Linked DNA regions of Mus musculus: region 1 is linked to region 2. Evidence: chromatin contacts called from public Hi-C data. All regions are on one chromosome and are shown on one strand. The core of a region is the stretch at or near the end of the contact, and the rest is flanking DNA. Distances in the headings are between cores, read along the strand shown.

Evidence for each region. A called contact is a pair of places that touch in the nucleus more often than the background predicts.
Region 1: a contact with region 2 is called in a Hi-C map of liver, with 2.1 times the contacts expected there. The contact joins two enhancer-like sites. A contact is called at or near these places in 1 of 15 datasets of contacts at CTCF or cohesin (CD8 T cells), 10 of 484 Hi-C or Micro-C datasets (the G1E-ER4 cell line, germline stem cells, liver and 4 more), 8 of 115 datasets of contacts at active chromatin or transcription factors (CD8 T cells, embryonic stem cells, heart atrium and 2 more) and 3 of 9 other capture datasets (adipose tissue, embryonic stem cells and pancreatic islet).

The regions. Positions count from the first base shown.
Region 1 is chr10:68,123,589-68,128,932 of GRCm38.p6, reverse strand. Arid5b (AT rich interactive domain 5B (MRF1-like)) reads left to right here. Exons shown (of 10, transcript NM_023598.2): 6 at 1-144; 7 at 2,182-2,234. Among named protein-coding and RNA genes, the nearest start is that of Gm51770, 25 kb to the left of the region's middle. Within about 2 kb of position 3,747, at least 47 of the 459 cell types and tissues checked have an H3K27ac peak or open chromatin away from gene starts, as enhancers often do. A contact at or near this core is called in adipose tissue, hepatocytes and liver, where this site is marked.
Region 2 is chr10:68,058,088-68,063,548 of GRCm38.p6, reverse strand. It overlaps a transcript of Rtkn2 not described here. Among named protein-coding and RNA genes, the nearest start is that of Rtkn2, 81 kb to the right of the region's middle. Within about 2 kb of position 2,453, at least 28 of the 459 cell types and tissues checked have an H3K27ac peak or open chromatin away from gene starts, as enhancers often do. A contact at or near this core is called in adipose tissue, hepatocytes and liver, where this site is marked.

The sequences.
Region 1 (5,344 bases), core at 2,498-4,997, 64 kb before region 2:
AAACCTCAAATGAAGAAAAGCCAAAGCTGTCTATTGGCGAAGAATGCAGGGCAGATGAACAAGCCTTCTTAGTGGCCCTGTATAAATACATGAAAGAAAGAAAAACGCCCATCGAGCGAATTCCCTACTTGGGTTTCAAACAGAGTAAGTATCCTTGCTTTTGTTTCTGAAAGATCAGAATTGCTAAGATTCTTTGAAATTGCAAGGCGGCGGGCGGGGGTTAGGGAGCGGGGAGTGGAAAAAATGTTGTTGTTGGGTTTTTTTTTCCTTTTCTTTTCTACTAGTGATTATGTTGAAATCCTAATCTAGGCAGGGTGTTTTCTGTTTATAGTAGATCCACAAATTGTCCAAGCCAAGAATTTTCTCCCTGCCTCTTTCCGCTGCATTGTTGCCTTCTGGGACAATTGCAGAGATATTTATAGGCAGAAGTCCGAGGACTGTGACTGGAAATAGACGTGCTGAAAGCTTCTTGTTTTCTGTTTTGTCAATCTGGAGTGTCTGCAACTCCTTTCTTATGAGATAATGATAATGATGATGATGTTGCCTTATCAGGCACAGATGTTGCCTGTTCAGAGACAACTTCTAAAAGAAAGATGTTTAAAAGTAGACCAAACAGCCATAAAGAGGGGGAAAAAATCCCTTTAGTTTTAAACCTGTTGTTTTCTTAAAGTCTGAATTCAAATCAAATATGAAATAAAAAGTTGAAGAGAAATCCCAGTTTGTAGCAACTTTGAGCTGGCTGTGCGTCTAGGTGTCTTCATGCATAGACAAGGAAACTCATAGCTTGTGCAAACTTCCATTGTAAATGAAAAAGAAAACCCAGATCTTGCCCCCCCCCCCTTGCACCCTGGAGTTCACAGCCAAGTATATTTTGCTATCTGGATTTCCTGGTGCACAAAGCTATGGGCTCCTCTGGCTTGAAATAGTATTTTCTCCAAATGCGTCTCCCTAGATTAAAGCCATGTGTCATTCTGATGAAGAGTCAAACCTGTATGTTTTACATAACAATTTACATAGCTAATAGCAGCTGGCACCGATTACAAGAGATCACTCGAAGTCATTATAAACTTATATAATGGCACATGATTACAATGTTTGTCTGAAAACTGGCTGCTCAAATAGAAGTAAAATCAATGTTCTATGAAGAGCTCTGTCCCGTTATCAGTGTTTCCGAGAACAAGGCCAAGGCAGGGCTCTTTTAGCCTTGACACAGTACAAGGTTCACTATGGCTTTGCAAGCATGTTGTGTCAGAGTCTTTTGACATTTTAATTCCCCATTTGGTTCAAATCCTGCACCAAAGGATTACTTGAAGTCCAATATTCTCACATTCCAAGGTATCTGGTACAAAACGAGCAACCAAAAATATCTCAATACTAGTTTGAGGCAAGCTTGTTTGGCAGCATAACCAGGCAAACCCTAAACTCCGGATTTTTTTTTTTTTTTTAAGTTACAGTGTTTCCTAACATCACACAGCTATCCAGGCCCAGTTAAGGAGTTAAGTGTGCTTATGACTCCATTTCTCTGTGAATGACTATCTCCCCTTACTGTGTGACTCAAGTCAGGCATGTGACCTGTCTGTTTTCTACTCTCACGTGCCAGCCACATGTTGGCAAAAATACAGCCAAGATCCTTTACTATGGCCTTGTTATCAAACAGTCTAAGAAGGTAATCATATAGTAAAGTGACTGTTTACTGATCACAGAGAAATCTTATCTGGAGGAAGTGTGACTGTCCTAGCAAGGCCTTCTCTCAGAGAACTGAGCAAGCCCCACACCCCTCTTCTGAATTCCCACACATTCCTCAAGGTTCTTCGAACATCTTCTCTTCCTCTGCAGATGATAAGACAGACAAGACTATGCTGTTTGTCCTTAAAGTCCAACAGGCACTCTAGTGTTGCAACTCTCTCTCAAGAAATACTTTTTAAGGGTTAAACATAGTAGATCCTATAATGTTGAACTCTCCTCGAGTGAATTATTTCCTAGAAATTTAGCTCTCTGGGGTGCAGACAATTGGGTTTTTGTTGTTGTTATTCTTGTTGATAGAGGTGATTGGGTTTTTTGTTATTATTTTTTCTTTCTTTCTCTTTCTCATTGAAAAACAAAACAAAAATGTTTGAATTGACGTTTCTTGGAAGTGTGTTAATGCAATGCTTATCTAAATACTTATTGTCCCTCTAACAGTTAACCTTTGGACTATGTTTCAAGCTGCTCAAAAACTGGGAGGATATGAAACAGTAAGTGTTTAAGCAACTTAAATGAAATAATTTCACAATCTAACTCCCCCCCCACCCTACCCCCATCCCTTCTGTCTCTGGCCAAAATGGAGGAAAACTGAAAAGCAAGCACGCCATCATTGGCTGCCTTTCCCAATGGCTCTTACACTTTGGGGGGTTTATTGGACCAGTTTTGGAAATGGTCCCAATTAGTTCCAGGTTTGGCAAAACTGTAAACTTGTCGTAAAACACTACAAGTGGAAAACATATGTAACTCTCCCCTGTCAGGGAAATTAGTTGGGTCTGTAATTTTTTCCCATGTTGAGAAAGGTCTATGACTGTCCGACAAGCCAAGATTGCATAAAAGAAATCTCCCTTGGCAACCTACCTGACATCTGTTCATGTCTAATATGGGAAATGTATTAAAGGCTTTCAGAAGTCATCAGGATTGGCCATTAAGGAATAGAATAGAGCACAGCCTCCTCTCATTCTAGGGCAAAGAAGCTTTATTAGACAAGGGTCACTGCTGCATAAACAGGAAGTTATCAAATTTATTCAGAACAGGCTCTGACATTCTTTATCAGCTAATTCTAACTGACAGGAGTGAGTTATTTTTAGCCCACGGGAAAATTTGATGGCCATGGATTTTTACAGCATGTATTTCTGAGCCAATAAAATATCAGAGGGACAAACGGAGATTAAGATCTTGAAATACTGAGGAGGGCGGGGAGAGCTGCATTAACGTAGCACAGAGAGACGCCATCTGTAATAAAATGAATTGACATAGTAAGATGGCGTCACTGGGAGTGTTTTTCTCTCCCACACGATAATCTGATTAAGTTGTATGGTTCCTCTGGCAATTGAGTGGGAAATTATTTCTTTTCTTCCTTTAAGAAGTAATCTGAGAGACCTCTGTACTATAGTAAAATGAAAGCAACAGACACAAAGTCAAAAAAAGTATATTTATCTTACCCCAACCCCCACAAAACCAGTGGTCCTTGCCATATAACATATATTGTTCCAGAAACTAATAGAATGTTTTGATGTAGGAGTCTGGGCACAGGAAACCAAAGAAAGTGTTATTTGAGTCAGATAATCTGATTATTTACCATCGAGGTACCTGCTAGTAATTCTGACTAAAAAGTGTTTGACATGCATATGTGAACTTATAAACTGCTTGATATATGGGAGCATATGTGTTTACACAGAAACCTAGCACATGAACACATGTAAAAATATTCGTTTCATGGATGCAACTTTATTTGAGAGGTTTGTTTTATAAAAGTACCCTGTGCAAAAATAAATATATTTTTTTTAAACTTGTCTAAATCTGTTGATGGACTAGGATATGGACTCCCTGCCTCAGCTCATGGTTCTGCAAAATCTTGAGCTAATTATAGGTCTCTTCTCTGTGAAAAGACGGAAACTTAGTGTCCTAAGCTCAACAGACAGCCTCTCAGCCTTGACTTGTAAGCTGATCTTACGGTGTGAAGACTATGAGGTTTTACTTTGGTGAACTGTGACCACAGCTGGTTACACAATATTTGCAAAGCATTATGAAATGTCATTTTCCAACTCTGGTGCTTCATGCCATGAACTGATAGGAGGAGTCCAACAGATTTCACAGAATCAGTGTTTCCTACTTTCACATCTGTGTCTTTCCAAGACACCAAGTTGGTGTGGAACAAATAGAAGAAACTTCTGATAAATTTGGGAGCACATTTGCAGCACTTTTGGACTAATAGAACTGATTGATGAATGCATGACCATAAATCAGCAGATTACATGACCATATATTTACAGGCCATCATATGCATATGAGACATATGTTAGACACCACGGGAGAAAGGAAAGATTTGGGTTAGCCATCCTGATCTTTAAGGGACTTAATTTAAAGAGAATCAGTCATTAAATTATGGGTGAAAAATTTTAAAAGACCATTGCCCTGTAGAAACAAAGAGCTTTCCCCAGTAGAATTGAAGGAAGGAGTCTTCAAGGCTCAGAGTTACTGATGTGACCTGCAGGATAGGTGCTTTGGACTAAAGATGCCCTGAGCTGACCTTCAGATGCAGGTGAGGGGTTAGATCCAGATACAAATTCTCATGACTTTCTTAGGGAGAACATGTTTCCAACATGGAGGTAGGGTAAACTTGAGTACATTGCGGTCAGGCAACATAGAGTGACCAGTGCCTGGGACAAGAGGCTCAGTAGAGAGTTCTTGATAGGTAAAGGCGAGAAAACGAGTCCAGGAGAGATGGATGCTGAGCTCAAGGACTGTTCAGTAGGCTGAGGAAGGAAGCTAGTATAAAAGATGTCACCCCATTTAAGAGTGAGTTTCTCTTCTTTCTCTTACTGTGAAAAGGTACCTTTTCCAGGAGCAATCTGTACCAATGACAGATGGGTAAGGAAGAGTGGGGACTCTTCTTGTGTTTGTTCTCAATTGCCTTCAGCTCAAATCCTTATGTCCAAGTAGCGTGTGTGGGAGATGCCTATCCTGGGGGATATATGAAGGGCCCAATGGGCATCTTCCCCCATCTACTTACAAATAGAATTTTAAAAGAAATCCCCCTCCCTTCCTCTCTCCCTAGCTTCTTGCTTCCAGCTTCCTGTAGCCCTGTTGGCACCTAACTTTGTTTCTACTATCTACACCTAAGCTTTTGGTTCTGCTAGGTACACAATACATTTTTGTTTCTTGGAGAATTTTGACTGGTAAATCTTAGATTTTTCAGTGAAGATTTAGTTTTGCAGCCTAGAACATCCTAGAATATCAGTCTTCCCTTGGCTCAAGAACAGCACAGCGTTTCTGGTATTTTCATGCTATGAAAAGTTCCTGTAAATCTGGATGTAGCTCAGAGCTATTTCCATTTTCAGTAAAGGGGATTGTAGCACCTTGACAGATTAATTTTTTTTTCATGACTTGACCTTGGCGTGGAAAAGAATCCCTGTTCTGTTAGTTTATGTCCTTTGTCATACAAACACAGAAACATAAGCAAAGTTTCTAAGACCATGGCGATCTTCAGGTTGTAGCTTGCTGGTAATCCCCATCTTATCTTTCAGATTTTAGCTCGCTGGCATTCCCCACCGTGGTATTCTTCATAATCTTGCTTGCTGGAAATCCCCAATATGCTATC
Region 2 (5,461 bases), core at 1,204-3,703:
TATTAATGATATTAGAATAAAATTTTGTGGGATAAGAGAAAGTAAAACCTGAGATCTTGAAGAAAGAGAAGTAAAATTAGAGGGTATCAAATATAATTTTTTCCTTATGTATCTATATTGAAATGGCTGATGTAAACATTACATTGCTATGGGTATAAATTTTATTACTGCAGCACAAAGTTTCAGGATTTGGGGGGGATTTAATTTCATTTTTATTTTATGTGTATAGGTGGATACATTTGCACACCACAGGTCAGAAGAGGACTTCAGATCTCCTGGGAATTGAACCCAGGTCCTCTGGAAGAGTAGCCAAAGCTCTTAACTGCTGAGCCATCTCTACTTTAAAATGCCACAACTTACTGCACAGTGCGGGCTGTGTGCTGCCTGGTGAGTGCTATGGGTAGTATCATCTTCACAAATGAGGTCTTAGGCCTCTTGGCTTTGGTCTAGAGAGATGGCTCAGTGGTTAGGATCACTGACTGCTCTTCTAGGTGCTGAGTTCAGTTCCCAGCATCCAAGTGGTGGCTCACAATCATCTGTAATGTAATCTGATGCCCTCTTCTGGTGTGTCTGAAGACAGTGACAGTGTACTCATATATATATAATATATGTATATGTATGTATGTGTATATATATATATATATATATATTTCTTTAAAGGGGGAAAAAAAAGAACTCTTGGCTTCCCTAGATCTCTAACCACAGGCCCAAATAGAGAAAGATGGGATCCCTTCTGCAGTTCCTTCAAGATTAAGACCATTAAGAGCATGGATAGTGGGGTGAGAGAGACTGATTCAAATGTCTCCAGAGGTTTTAATAGCTTCTTGATTGCTCCTCCCCCACCTGCTCACAGCACTGACCAAACTCTGCCTTCTCCATATCACTGAAAGCTTTGGCCCTTGAACAATTCTAGCACGGACACTTGGGCCCACTCTCCCCAGTGGCTCCCTCCTTCCACTGGGTTCAGCTTCTTTGCTGATTGGGCGTTTATGGTGGGGGTGGGGGTGGGGGACAAAGCATGCCTTGGACTCAGTCTAAAGGTAAGCTGGGGGCTCAGCATCGCAGGGTTCCTGCCTGGCCCTCAGTGTCCCACTTCTGTTTGAAGTTATTTTGCTGGAAGCCATTGGCCACAATATAGGTCAAGTCCACCATCACAAAAATGGCCGCTGCCACCTACCTCCTCACTTAACGTATTTGACCCAACTCAACAGTGCCTAAGCCAAGGAACCAATACAGGGGTCCGTCCTTTTCAGGGCTCCTACCTTTTTGCTAAACACCATGACCAAAGCTTGTTCCTCATGGCTTGCTCACTTTGCTTTCTTATACATCCCAGGAGAAGTGGGCTGAGCCCATTCTCGTCAAACATCAACCAAAAAAGGTACCCAAAGGCTTGTCTACATGCAATCTGATGGGGACAGAGACATTTTCTGAGCTGAGTTCTCTCTTCTCAGATGACTCTAGCTTGTGTCAAGTTGACAAAAAGCAAGCAAGCAAACAAACACCTAACCAGCATAGTTCAGCATCCTTGGTTGTTTGTGTTGTGAGGCAGGGTCTCACCCTTTCACCCAGAGTGACCTAAAAACTCACAGTGTAGCCCAGGCTGGCCCCAGATTCAGCAACTTCCTCTGAAGACCCCAAAATGTCCCATGTTCTTCTAAATACTCCTGAAATGACGTCTTGGGTCTGCATGCTCCCTGTTCCCTTTCTGCATTCATTCATTCATTCATTCATTCATTCATTTATTCATTCCTCTTAAGACAATTTTGTGGTTTGTTTTTAAATGAGCTAGGAACTATTTTCAGTTTAGAAAAACTAGCCAGAGAATCAATCTTGACTCAGTTGCTAGGATACTACGTCTTTGGAGCAGAAGTAAAGAATCAATTTCCCTGCGCCTTAAAGAACATGTATTTAAGTAAATTACTTCCCTAGAAATATTGATTCATTTCAAAAAAGCATTAAATAATACGGAAACAAGAGGATTTTTTTTCTGTGAAAGCTAAATCTCCACATTGAAGCGGATGTACACTTAAATAAAATATATTCACAAGGATAATCCCGACCTCGCTCTAGAGAGAACATAAACATTAATGAAGTGACAGAACTAGTCACGTAGGGGGAGTGCTTGCAGGCCGCTGCATAAATAATGACCACCAAATTGCCTGAGTGGTTTTATGTGTGAAATGGCTTTGTGAATTTTCCAAAGAACTCAGTCCTAGGATTACGAGGTGCAAGGCTGAATTTGTTCTAACAAATGAAGTATTCTTAAGACATATTCTAATGGAGACATCACGACTAAACACACATTATCTTCCAAACTGTGCTTTAAAAATGTTTCAGCTTCTTAGTGGGCTCCGTGTACTGGGAAGAGCGGCGAAGGCCGGCAACTGGCCTCTCAGGCACCCTCGGACATCACCAAGTCCTGCTCCAGGGAGTCAAGCCAGCCAGCCTGCAGAATGTTTCAGCAGGAACTTTTGGCTGCTTTAAGCGCCTAGAACAAATGTTTGTTTGCTCCAGTACGGGGAATCAAATGCCTTTGTGTGAAAACATTTGCTCGAGAAGCAAATGTTTGTTTTCATAATCGACATTTGGACTGTTGGAACATTACCACTTCAGATATTGGTTGGAGAAATATACATTTAATACGAGAAACCAGACTAGGATCGGACACCAGTTGGGACACAGATGAAGGCGGCAAGAGAATGAGGTAGAAACTGGACCCTGTCAGGACTAAGGAGGAAAGCTGGGCCTTGCTTTCCGTGTTTCTGCTTGTTTCCCAGCAACGATATAAACGAAGAATGATTTATTTCTGTCTAGAAGCATATGACTTATAAATTATCAAGGACAGAAGCAAGAGTGTATTTATCTAGTATTAATATTTAAATGCCATTTTCCTATTGAATGTACCTCGTGCTCTGTATTAATCTGTTACATCAGATTTAGTACAGATTCATGTTGCCTAAATGGAGGATTTTTTTTTTCTCTAGGCTCACGTTTGATTATCTGTGCTTGGTAGTGGGAGGACAGATACTCCCCAAACAGCAGGAGATGCAGAAATAAGCCCTGGCTTTTGAGTGCATTAAATTTTTTAGCAGCAGAGAGAAACTAATTACATTTTAAGGGAGAGAGATATTTGCAAGCGTGACAAGAGTCATTTATATATTAAATATATTATATTTGGCCACAGTTAATCCATAAATAGAAAGCACAATTACACTGAGTTTGAGGATGAAGACAAGAACAAAACATCTTTTAAATTAAAACAGTCTTTTTTCCACGTACAGTTTGAATATTTTTAGTTTGATAAAAAACCATGAGTACATGCAAATGTATTGGCTTTTATGGTGTCAGACTGGAGTTTTTCGTTGATATGAAAAGAAATTGTACCATCCAGGTTCATCAGAACATTTATGAGCTGAAATGTGGAATCAGATTACTATATACTTTAAAATACAATAAAATTATAGTTCAAATTTCTTTGCTGCTAGCCTTAGGCCTATTTGATCTTCAGCTGATGTGTATATTATATTATGTGCTGCAATAGAAAAGCAAGCCAGTGTCGGTTTAGAAATGCCAAATGGAAGAATTATTCATTAGAACTTCAAGGAACAGACTTTGTATCTAAAAATCCACCCATTACTAACTGTTTCCATTTGTAAATTTCATGAGCAAGATAAGTGATATAATGCATGTATATTTGAAGTGCTGTGAGCTTCCAGAACTCAATAACTCAAAGTATTACAGTAAATTCCCATTTCTCCTGAATCCAAACTACCAGGGAGCAGAAATAATGAGAAATTTTTTTTTTTTTGGTGCGATTTATAAAATGGTAATGTCCCTGGAGGATTACAAGATCCTAAATTCTTTTGAACAGTCACAGAAAGATTAAATTTTGTTCAGCATAATTTTGTGGTAGGAATGTTTGATAGTATTGTAATTCTTTGAAGATAGTAATTAATCTGTGTGTAGCCCATGGTGATTCTTCTTGTTCAGCCTCAATGTAGATACAGCATCTTGCATTTTCCGGAAACATGGGTTTTATATTTCTAGTTTAATACAACCCTAAAGTGTAGAGCACAGAATAAACCTTACTTACTGCGTTTGATAATGGGCTGTATGGACCCCACTTCAGTGGCAACTGATGACTCCGAATGGTTGCTGTAGAGGATTCCGATGGAAACTCACCCTAGCCCATAGTACCAGGCCGTCTCTTAGAACTCACATTTGAGCTGGGCACCTATTCGAGTCAAGGATGTAAGATCTCTGGGATGTTCGAGGTGTGTGTTTTCTCTCTGCCCCTTGGGGCTCTCCCTTAGCATATCTGCTTTCTTCTCTTCTCATCTGAAAACCAGCATGTACTCCTTGCTCTTTCTGGTAAGTGGGATGCTGGGCCCTGTCTGACACACATGGGGCGATAGCAATCTTCCTTCCTTCAGCCCTATTTGAATTGAAAGAAGAAACTAGGTAAGCCTCAGTGGAGGCAAAACACACTTCCCAAACTCCATCTACCCTTTGGCCCCTCAACACACCCATCTAAGAAGAAGCAAAGGATCATGGTCTAGGAAAATAACAACTGCCATGGACAGAAGGGCTGAGAGTCATCAGGGAGGCAGACTCAGGGTGTCTGGGAAATGAGAATCAACAGCTCCTTAAACACACTGTTCTCAGGATCCCTTTGAGGGGCCCCCAGGAGACATTTGTTCATTTGCTGTATAGCTGTCAACAATCTACTGTACTAGAAACTGAAACAGAGAGATCTCAATTTAATTTTTTAATTCATTAAAAAATGTAAAAAAAAAAAAACCCAAAAAACAAAAACAAAAAACCACAACTCCCCTTGGGACTGGAGAGATGGCTCAACAGTTAGGAGCTTATACTGTTTTTGCAAAGGATCTGAATTTAGTCTCCAGCACCCTTTTCAGGCAGTTCACAACCCCTTATAACTCCAGAAGAGATCTGGTGCCCCTTCTGGGCTCCATGGGAACTGCACCCATGTGCACATACCCATACACGGACAAACAGGTATTTAAAAATAAAACAAATCTTAAAAAAGTATAAAACCCCAAAACCTTAGGTATGCTAATATGTCTTAAGATTAAAATAAAATTCCAGAACAATGAATTAGAAATATGTGAGAAGAGTAACATCATTTTATGTCTGTATTTTACAAATCTCTTTAACATATGGCTTGATTAAAACTAAACTAACAGGCAGATACTCAGTGTCTGACTTTGCCCTTAATCTGTTGTGTTAAGCTGACTTGGCTGAAGTACATGTATAACAAAGGCCTTACCCAGCTTAATAAGGGAGAAGGTTCTTTAACAGCATTGTCTTGTGACATGACCATTGCTTCTGGTCACATTTCAAAAGCTGACAAGGCATAGTTGTTGCCGTACAGTCATGTTCATGAACACTTTGTACTGTTACAATAGTATCCAAGACTCCCCCTTGAACTTTTGCATCA